3 separate regions of the Rattus norvegicus genome follow, and regions 1 and 3 are each linked to region 2. Evidence: chromatin contacts called from public Hi-C data. All regions are on one chromosome and are shown on one strand. The core of a region is the stretch at or near the end of the contact, and the rest is flanking DNA. Distances in the headings are between cores, read along the strand shown.

Region 1 (3,075 bases), core at 318-2,817, 230 kb before region 2:
GCGCACTCCCGCGCGTGCACGAGCTAGGGGCTTAAAATGAGGGTCAGTAACAGGATGGTATGAGGGGGCTGACTCTGAAAGAGGCTCTGAGACCCTCCAGATGCCCTCCCCATTCTGGTTTCCAAGTGTCCGGGTTGGGGGGCTTTGCGTGTGCTTATAAGCACCCCTGTGTCCGCAGTTCTTGTGTGTCTGGTGTGTGTCATTGTCACCCCCCCTTTCCCTGCCCACGCCCCCGCACTGCTCTCCGCCTGCACCGCAGCCCCCTCCAGCCTTCCTCCCTCCCCTTCATTCCTGCAGTAGCAGCTCCCGGGGCCACCTTTCCCTCTCCTCTACCCCCTCCCCATTTCCGTCCTCCCATCCCACCCCCGCCCACGTCTGGTCTCCCTTCACCGGACCCGGCTGGCTGATAGATTTTCTGCGCAATCTCTGCGTCATCGCCCCCCACTCCCGGAACCTCTAGCTGTCCAAGCCCCCAGCCTCAACCCCTCTGGGAAGGAGATACGGTCGAAGGGTCTGGTGGCTGAGAGGGTCCATCTCTGACGTTGCAGTGCACCCCCCTCCAGTCGCGTTCAGACCTCCCCTTTAAGCGGTAGAGAGAAATGGAGTTGAGTCACCCTCTCCACCTGCTCAACCCCCTCCCCACCTGGTCTGCTCTCGCCCTCCAAATGTCCTTGGGTGGGGGCTGTGGGAGAGAGGGAAATAAGCTTAAGGGTGTGGGAGAGTTGGATTAAAAGGGGGCACAACAGGGACCCCTTATCAACCACAGCAAAGTCCGCTGGCCAGAAGGGCAGACACACCTTTTTTCCCCACCCCCTTCAGAACTGGTTTGAACAGACAGGACCCAGAGGCACACGTATCGTCAATCTTTCCCTTTTCTCTTCCGACTAGGACCCTTTCCAAGGTGATTACCCAAACCGCAAGATCCACCCATCTGCGCTGACCCTGGGCGGGCATCCCACACCGCAGATCCACCCCCTCTTCCTCTCAGGTTCAAGTCGTCCTTGGGCGTGCTCCCTATAGACCATACTGTGGCGGAGTAGGGAGGCAGGCCCCTTCCCCGGCTTTCAATCCCTTACCGTCCCCCCATCCAGTACTGATCTTTTACTGGCGCCCAATTAGATGCTGGCGGTGCCCTCTTCCTATTCTGCTCAGCAACGCGGGCTCCGCGCCTCAAGAGCTTTGTAACCCACCCTCCCGCCTTCTGGCTCCTCTGTACCCACCCTTCCATTCATTTTTCCATTCATTCATTCATCCTTTTCTCCTCGTCCCTCCTTCATTCATTCATAGCCCCCTGCCCCGCCCGCCTAGACATTTCATTCATTCATTCATTCATTCATTTCCCGGAGCTCCGCTAGCTCACGCCCCTCTAGCCGAGGGCCCTACTGCGCAGGTGCAGGCCGGGAGCGACGCTTATCCTCCAATCATTGGACTTCCACAGTCCACCAGGCACCCGCCCGCTTCCCCATGAATGAACATTGACGTCAATGGGGCGGGGCGAGACCACGTGACCCCGCGCGCTCCCCTTTATAAAGCAGCGGTGGCGCGGGCGCTGTCCAGCGTGCTGAAGCCGGAGCGAGAGCGCTGTTGCTGACCCAGCTGAGCCCAGCTCCTAGGACGCCAGCCCTCGACCATCTTTCATACTCCAGCCACGGAACGGAGCCAGGGCAGACGGGTCCGGATTTTCCCCCTGCCCCGACCCTCCTCTCCACCTCCCGCCGTCGTGACACCGGCTGGTAAATACTCCGCTGTCCATCCCTCTAACCCTCTTCACTCGTGGGCGTGAAAGGAGGATTTTCTTTCCTTATGGGGTATTGAGAGCATAGCGGTGTGCCCCCGGGAAGGGTCTTTGGTAAACGGGGAGTCTCTGCTTCTCTGTCGCTGATGAAGTCGCCCACGCACCATCCGGGGAGTCCTGTGGGGAGGGAACAGATCCCCCCTCCCACTTATCATTGCTGCTTAGTACACGGGCGCTGGCTGAGAGATGACTTTGGGAAGGGGGCGACAGGAGGCACTGGGTACCCAGAACGAGGATTGCGAGCGTTCTCTGACCATTTGCACGACCCCAGAGATTGCCACATCTTTCTTGTTCTCTGCTAAACGTTTCTCTTCGGGTAAGGTTAGAGAAATGAGGGAAACCCCGGATTTCCTGCTTAAAGGTGGGGGGAGGGAATGCAGAAATAGAAAGAGGGAAATTCTTATAGAAATCCTCTATTTCTCTGGTTTCTTCTGTTTTTCAGTCTCTGGCAGCCCGTTGGTCATGAAAACCTTCACGTTGCCAGCATCCGTCCTCTTCTGCTTCCTTCTACTCATCCGGGGGTTGGGAGCAGCACCCCCCGGGCGCTCCGATGTTTATCCTCCTCCCCTCGGCTCTGAGCATAATGGGCAGGTAGCTGAGGACGCAGTGTCCCGGCCAAAGGATGACAGCGTCCCAGAGGTCCGAGCGGCTCGGAATTCCGAGCCTCAGGACCAGGGAGAGCTCTTCCAGGGCGTGGATCCCCGGGCGCTGGCCGCGGTACTGTTGCAGGCACTGGACCGTCCGGCCTCGCCCCCGGCTGTCCCGGCAGGTTCCCAGCAGGGAACACCCGAAGAAGCAGCAGAAGCTCTGCTGACCGAGTCCGTGCGCAGTCAGACCCATAGCCTCCCGGCATCAGAAATCCAAGCGTCCGCTGTGGCGCCCCCTCGCCCTCAGACTCAGGACAACGATCCCGAGGCAGACGACCGCTCAGAAGAGCTGGAGGCACTAGCATCCTTGCTCCAAGAACTTCGAGATTTCAGTCCGAGTAATGCTAAGCGCCAGCAAGAGACGGCGGCAGCAGAGACTGAAACCCGCACGCACACGCTGACCCGAGTCAATCTGGAGAGCCCCGGGCCAGAGCGCGTATGGCGCGCTTCCTGGGGAGAGTTCCAGGCGCGCGTCCCGGAGCGTGCTCCTCTGCCGCCCTCGGTCCCTTCTCAATTCCAGGCTCGAATGTCCGAAAACGTTCCCCTTCCCGAAACCCATCAGTTCGGGGAAGGAGTGTCCTCCCCTAAAACACATCTTGGTGAGACTTTGACACCCTTATCCAAGGCGTACCA
Region 2 (3,219 bases), core at 134-2,633:
GAATCGTTTTCTCCCCAAATTGCTCAGCGCCACAGGTAGGCGCGGGGTGGGGAAGCAGGGAATGCACCAGGCGGCAAGGGTTGGAAGGACGGGAGAGAGAAAAGGTGGAAAACACAGGATGTAATCCCTCTCTTCTCCACCTCCCCCAGCCACAGAGGTTCCCTGCACCTGCCCAAGCCCCGCCCATGGGGAGGCTGCCCCGAGGCCAGGGCCCGCCTTATCCCTGTCACTTCTCTTCTTCCTTTTCCTCCTCCACTCCGGGCTTCGGCGGCTCTAACTACATATAACCCTTGCCCCTTCTGGCTTCAGAGCATACTTACTCTAGAGTGTGACTGAGGAGAAGGGCCCCCTCTCAGGGATATAGCACCCCACTCCATTCTCAAGCCGAGACAAAATGAACAGACTCAGGGATCTTTGTTTAAACAAAAATTCAAAAACACAGGGTTTTTTTTTTTTTTAATGTAAAATTACCCTTTGGAGCTTGAGCCTGATGTTGAGGGGAGAAGGATCTGGGGCTAGTCGGCGTAGCCAATGGGCCTTATAATCGCCAACCATTTCTGTTTCTTCTTTCTTTTCCCTACCAACCCATGGACCCTCCTCCCACTCTGATCCTGTCCCTCCCCTCGGTCTTCCGGTGATTTTTCTCCTCCTCTCTCCTTCCTGCTACACTTCACCTCTACCTTCATTCTCCGGATCATCCACTGTTCTCTTCCCACCGCCCCACTCGGCCTCCGACAATGCGTGTACGCCGGCGCACTCACGATCGATCTCCACTACCCGACCTGTTCCGTTTCTTCCTCCTACTCTTGCGGGGTGCCCTGGCCGTAGACACGCTGGACGAGGCGGAGCGCCAGTGGAAGGCCGAGTTCCACCGCTGGAGCTCCTACATGGTGCACTGGAAGAACCAGTTCGACCACTATAGCAAGCAGGAACGCTGCTCAGACCTGTGACCCCTTGGGGGACCCCAGGTCCTGCCGTCCTGCCCGAGCCCCTGATTGTATATACTATTTATTTAAGGGCTGGGATATAATACAACCGAGCCCCCAGGCCCTGTCCACCCCGCCCCGACTTCCTCCCACTAGGGGATCCTCATCTTCTGCATGTTTTGGGCTGAGCTCCCCTCCCCGCGGTGCCTTCGCCCCTCTGGGCCGCCAATAAACTGTTACAGCTACTAGAGTCTGTGCTACCGGCGGGAACTTGGGGCGGGGACCAGGTCACGGAGACGCTAGGAACAGAAGCCTCCGGATTGGTGAGCACTGATGTACCCTGCCCGCAGCATCCGGCGGAAGTAAGCACTAGGTCCGCCCTAGGGGCGGAGCTTGCGACTGCGCTGCAAGGCTGGTTTGCCGGCGCCTTTTAGAGAGCTCGGAAGTCGGTGTCAACTTGTGGAATGACCTCTCCTGCTACTACGCTGTTTGGTATGAGTTCCCCTGCCCTAGCTAATCCCAGAAAACACCAAGAACCCGGAGTCCGCCCTGCCTCGGTGACAGCTGCTCTACCGAGCACCCTGGAGCTGCTAAAGGACGTGCACCTGGGCCTGGCTGTACCCTGCCAGGATCCCGCCCGACTGGCTCTCCTCTCAGGCCACTACCTTTACTATCACTACGGTTGCGATGGACTGGATGACCGCGGCTGGGGATGCGGCTACCGCACCCTGCAGACTCTGTGCTCCTGGCCAGAGGGCCAGTCCTCCGGCGTGCCTGGACTGGCAGCCTTGCAGGGAGCCCTAGAGGACATGGGCGACAAGCCCCCCGGTTTCCGGGGCTCCCGGAACTGGATCGGCTGTGTAGAGGCCAGTCTCTGTCTAGAGCACTTTGGAGGACCTCAGGGACGCCTGTACCACTTGCCCCGCGGAGCAGAGCTTAGGGGAGAACTGGAGCGGCTTTATTCACACTTCACAGCGGGTGGGGGCCCAGTAATGGTGGGAGGAGATGCAGATGCTCAGTCCAAGGCCCTGCTGGGAATCTGTGAGGGGCCAGATATGGAAGTCTATGTCTTGATACTGGACCCACACTACTGGGGCACTCCAAAAAACCGTTGTGAATTGCAAGCTGCTGGATGGGTGGGCTGGCAAAAGGTAAACCATGTCTTTGATTCCAATTCGTTCTACAACCTGTGCTTGACCAGACCTATCTGAACCAACACGCCCTGTCTGCACTGTCGGATAGAGCCCAGAACTGAGACTGATCAGACATCTATTTACTTCTCACAGGCCCTCCCCCCAACAGCAGACAAGTCTCTTTCAGCATCAAAAGTTTGGGTCAGGCACGATGGCCGGGCAGGTGAATCTGAGTTCAGAGTCAACCTGGTATACCCCACAAGTTCTAGGTCAGCCGGGGTGAAGACACTGTTCTGAAAATGGTAATAAATTGGCATAATTCAGCTTCCTATGGCGCAGCCCGTGTTTGTGGAAGTGGCATACTGCACACAGTTAACACACAGTACTCAAGTTGTTTACTAGCAGGTAAAATAACGTACAAAAAAATTCTCAGCTGATAGGATAAAGAGGTCACAGGTACAGATGCAGCGATGCAGAATGAGGGGACGTGGCTGGTTCAAAAGAAATCAACGTCATCCGGGGCATCCAGGTCGCGATACTCCACTATAGCCCTTGGGTCTCCTCGAACCATCCTGAGAGAGAAAGGCAGTGTCAACAGATGTCCCCAGAGTCAGGAGGGGGAAAGGCAGTGTCAACAGATGTCCCCAGAGTCAGGAGGGGGAAAGGCAGTGTCAACAGATGTCCCCAGAGTCAGGAGGGGGAAAGGCAGTGTCAACAGATGTCCCCAGAGTCAGAGGAGGGGAAAGCAGCTGGGGCATCTTTCATACTCACCTGTTCCGAGGTTTCCCAGGATAACCTTGGCCTCGAAAAGCATCATAGTTCCCACGGCCGGCACCATATGGAGCATGGGGGTATGGAGGCCCTCCTGTTGGGACTGCAGGGCGGACAGCACCAGCTATGAGAAAGACCCAGGGTGAACTAAAAACTGACCTCAACCTCAGCCTAAGCTTTGTAGCCCCTACAAATACTGAACCCCTGCACTGCACCTGCACACTCACCTCCATAGCCCAAGATGGGAGGCCGGGGCTGACCATAGGGCATCAAGCCCTGTGGTGTCTGATGTGGATAGGGAAGTCCTGGGGTCAGGCCTGGGGGGAGTACAACATGGACAGGAACATGAATTACTGCGGGGAGGAAAGGAACTGACAAGAATTCTAGGA
Region 3 (3,506 bases), core at 558-3,057, 140 kb before region 2:
GAAACTCTGACTTTGAAAACAATAAACCAAACCAAAGTTGACCGATAGTTAAAGTTTGACTTCCACATAACTCCCCTTGTCCACCCTCCACCAAACACCATCAAACCAGGAGTGGTGATCCTTACCTGCAATCCCAGGCAGAGGCTGGAAGATCAGGAGTTCAAGGTCATCCTCAGCTATGTAGTGGATTTGAGGCTAGCCTGGGCTAAGGGAGAGCAAGACACTGGGGCTCACCCACTGGTGTGTTTACAAGGAAGTAAGTAAAAGAAATCAGGAAAGTACCTAGAATAGTCTATAGCACAAACAAATCGCCATTTTCTTACTGAGAGGAAACTGATCAAGGGCGTGTTCTTGGTGAGTGGGTGGGGAGTTTCAGAGTAAAGAACATGTTTGCTCTTTCGTTTCCTTTTTATACAGGGTTTCACTATGTAGACCAGGCTGGCTGGGAGCTCACAGAGATCACCCTGCCTCTCTGGGCTGGGATTAAAGGTGTGTGTACCCATCTCTCAGGGCTGGGCTCTCCTTTTAATAAGTAGTTGCTGCCAGAGGGGCAGGCTAGCCCTCTTTACCCTGTGTGCTTGTGTCTACCTCATGGACAACAGGAGTGTCTGTAGGTCAGAGGTAACCCTGGTCGTCCTTTCTCAGCTGTCATCCATCTTGTGTTCTGAGATAGGATCTCTCAGTGGTCACCAAATAGGCTAGGCTGGCCAGTCCGAGAGTCTCAGGGATTCACCTGTCCACTTCCCCAGCCACGACGACAAGCCACCACGTAGGTCCCGAGAATCAAAGTCAGGTCTTAATGCTTGCAAAGATTGCTGCCCCACCAGCTTTTCTCTTCCGAGGTTTATTTTCCTTTGACTCTGGGGTTTCCTCTGCATCTGTGTTTAGGTGTTAATTAACGAACTGAGCCGGGAATTCCGCCTGAGGCTGTCATTCTCTGCCAGGTGACCGAGAGCAGCTAGAGAGCTCACGTAGCTCTCACGAGGAACACCTGAATCTCAGTTCTCTTTTATTTCCCTTACACGTGGCTTACCACTGGGTGCATCAGCAGCAACCACCATCACAAAGAACCATCGCAGGGCCAGCAAGTCGGCTCAGCAGGTAAAGGGGCTTGCCACCAAGAATAGCAACCTGAGTTCGATACCCAGGACCCACACGATGGAAGGAGAGACCCAACCCCTGCAAATTATCCTCTGATGGCCACACATATGTGGTGGCGCTCCTCTCCCATAAGTAAATGAATGTAATAATAATTTAAAAAGATATTTACATTCTTGGGGTAGTCATAATGAAAATAGCATTGAATAAAATGGGCTCATAATGCTTATTTAAGGAGTTAAAAATGACACATTATTTCTATTTTGTGTACTGGGAGCAGGCATGTGTGGACCTTAGAGGACAGTGAGAGTTGGTTCACTCTGTGTGGCTTGGCCACCGTGTGGTCCAGGGGATTGGGCTTAGGTTTCATGCCAGGTGGCAAGCACCTTTGCCTATTGGCCATTGATGCTCATCTGAAAGTGCAGCTAAGACCTGGTGTGATACGGCCCTGTAATCCTGACACTGGGAAGTCCGATTAATAAAAGGAGAACGAGGCTAGCCTGAACTAAAAAAAAAAAAAAAATCAGGTCTGGGGCTAGATCCACCAACACGAGCAAAAAAAAAAATGAAAAGAAAATAACAAATCAGCACTGTACAACAGCGAACGTGCCCTGCTGCTGGGCGAAGGCCTCTTTCCAGGGCTGCCCTAGATAGATCTGGAACCGTCTACTCCAAAGCGGTTTTTACTACCTTTGCCCACCAGAGGGCGCTAGGCACCTTCCAGAGCTGACCTTACCCTCACTAAAGAATCCCTGCTTTCCAGTCCCCGTTAAAACCACCTCTCTTCCTTCCTGAACCTCAAAGGGTCCTTATCTCTGTGCCTCCCCTGGGATTTACAGCCTTCCAACTAACAAATCATAACGTTGCTATGGCAACGCTGCCTTGGTTGTGTTTTTCTCCTTCGCCAATTGGCTTGGGATAGAACGACTCCCCCGTGAGAGGCTCCTTTGGGGAAAGTCAAAGAGGTTCTGAGAAGCTTCCAAGACAATGGGCCTGTGGGGTGTGGCTCAGAGCGCAGGGAGCCTTTTAGTTTGTACAGAACCCTGGCTTCCCACCCCAGCACCATTTAAACTTGGCATTGGGTCCGCACCTGCAGTCACAGCAAAGGCGAGGCAGAGGCGGGAGGATCAGAAATCCAAGGTTATCCACAGCTACATATCAAGTTTAAGGCCAGCCTGAGCGGCCTGGGGCGCCGTTTAATCTTATAATCCCAGCATTCCGGAGGTTGAGGCAGATCATAAATTCAAGGACAACTAGGATTACGTAGTGAGTTCCAGGCTACCCACGGCTCAGAGTTAAACCTTGTCTCAAAAACAAGACAAGACAAAACACACACCCATGCATGCACGTGGGAAGATGCGCGCACACACACACACACACACAGGAGACCCTTTTGTGGTGACCATTCCATGTTTAGCTGTTGCAGAGAGGAATGGGCTGTTCATAGACAGCCATAGAGCAGTGGGTGAGGGCCTGGTGTACCTGTATGTCTCTCTCATTAGAAGCCCCACTAACTAACTCATTTGTAGGCATTTCCCAGGCTGGGGATTTGGCTCAGCTGATAAGTACTCATGTAGCATACATGGAGTCCTCAGTTCTAGGCCGCAGAAAGCCTAACCCAGGGAAGGTGGGCGGAAGCCTGTGATCCCAGCACTCAGGATCCCAGCTCTTCACATTTAGTGGGAAGACCAAGGCCAGCCTCCACTAGGCAGAGACGTTGAGGCCAGCCTTGGCTACATAAGACTGTCTGAAAACAGAAGTATTTCACCTAATTCCTTTAACCTCTCTGTCTCAGACTCTAAGCCTAACAGCTCACCCACGTCTCAGCACAGCCGTCAAGACCACATCTCTCTGCTAATTGCGATGACTAAAGCTGTCAGGACTTAGAAACACCTAGGACACACATCTCGGGGCTGACTGTGAGGGAGTTTCTAGACTGGATTAACTGAGGGGAAGGCCTATCCTGAAAACATTGGCAGGGGCTGGGGATTTAGCTCAGTGGCAGAGTGCTTGCCTAGGAAGCGCAAGGCCCTGGGTTCGGTCCCCAGCTCCGAAAAAAAGAACCAAAAAAAGAAAAAAAAACCAAAACATTGGCAGTGGCGTCCCACAGACTGGGGTCCTGGACTGTAGATGAAATGTGACCATCCGCCACACACTCCAGCCGTCCTGTCTGTCCCACCATGTGGGAACACAATAAACGCTTCCTGCTTGAATTGCTTTTGTCAGGCAGTGAGGGAGGGGCTGAGTCCCAACACAGTGGAAAGAGACCTGTGCCTGTGGCTGAAACCGCCTTTAAATCACTCTGTGTGTGTGTGTGTGTGTGTGTGTGTGTGTAACTCAGGCTTGGCAGCCAGAGCTTTTATCCGCTGGGCCACCTCACTGTCCCAAAGCTCATTGCTTTGTAAGCC

What was found. A called contact is a pair of places that touch in the nucleus more often than the background predicts.
Region 1: a contact with region 2 is called in a Hi-C map of frontal cortex, with 2.3 times the contacts expected there. The contact joins the promoter of Vgf here to the promoter of Ufsp1 in region 2. A contact is called at or near these places in 2 of 12 Hi-C or Micro-C datasets (frontal cortex and hepatocytes).
Region 3: a contact with region 2 is called in a Hi-C map of kidney, with 5 times the contacts expected there. The contact joins the enhancer-like site here to the promoter of Ufsp1 in region 2. A contact is called at or near these places in 12 of 12 Hi-C or Micro-C datasets (the A7r5 cell line, the Rat2 cell line, Schwann cells and 7 more) and 1 of 1 datasets of contacts at active chromatin or transcription factors (oligodendrocytes).

The regions. Positions count from the first base shown.
Region 1 is chr12:25,275,512-25,278,586 of GRCr8, reverse strand. It overlaps Vgf (VGF nerve growth factor inducible), which reads left to right and starts at 1,567. Exons shown (of 2, transcript NM_001395575.1): 1 at 1,567-1,733; 2 at 2,238-3,075. The coding sequence starts at 2,258.
Region 2 is chr12:25,042,060-25,045,278 of GRCr8, reverse strand. It overlaps Ufsp1 (UFM1-specific peptidase 1), which reads left to right and starts at 1,383. Exons shown (of 1, transcript NM_001419535.1): 1 at 1,383-2,397. The coding sequence starts at 1,736. The coding sequence ends at 2,137. Srrt (serrate, RNA effector molecule) reads right to left here. Exons shown (of 20, transcript NM_001427441.1): 18 at 3,058-3,159; 19 at 2,831-2,954; 20 at 2,432-2,631. The coding sequence ends at 2,556. It overlaps Ache (acetylcholinesterase), which reads left to right. Exons shown (of 5, transcript NM_172009.3): 4 at 1-35; 5 at 829-2,397. The coding sequence ends at 950.
Region 3 is chr12:25,185,057-25,188,562 of GRCr8, reverse strand. The region is part of intron 1 of LOC120095911 (a long non-coding RNA gene); the gene reads left to right. Among named protein-coding and RNA genes, the nearest start is that of Trim56, 6.5 kb to the left of the region's middle. Within about 2 kb of position 1,807, at least 3 of the 93 cell types and tissues checked have an H3K27ac peak or open chromatin away from gene starts, as enhancers often do.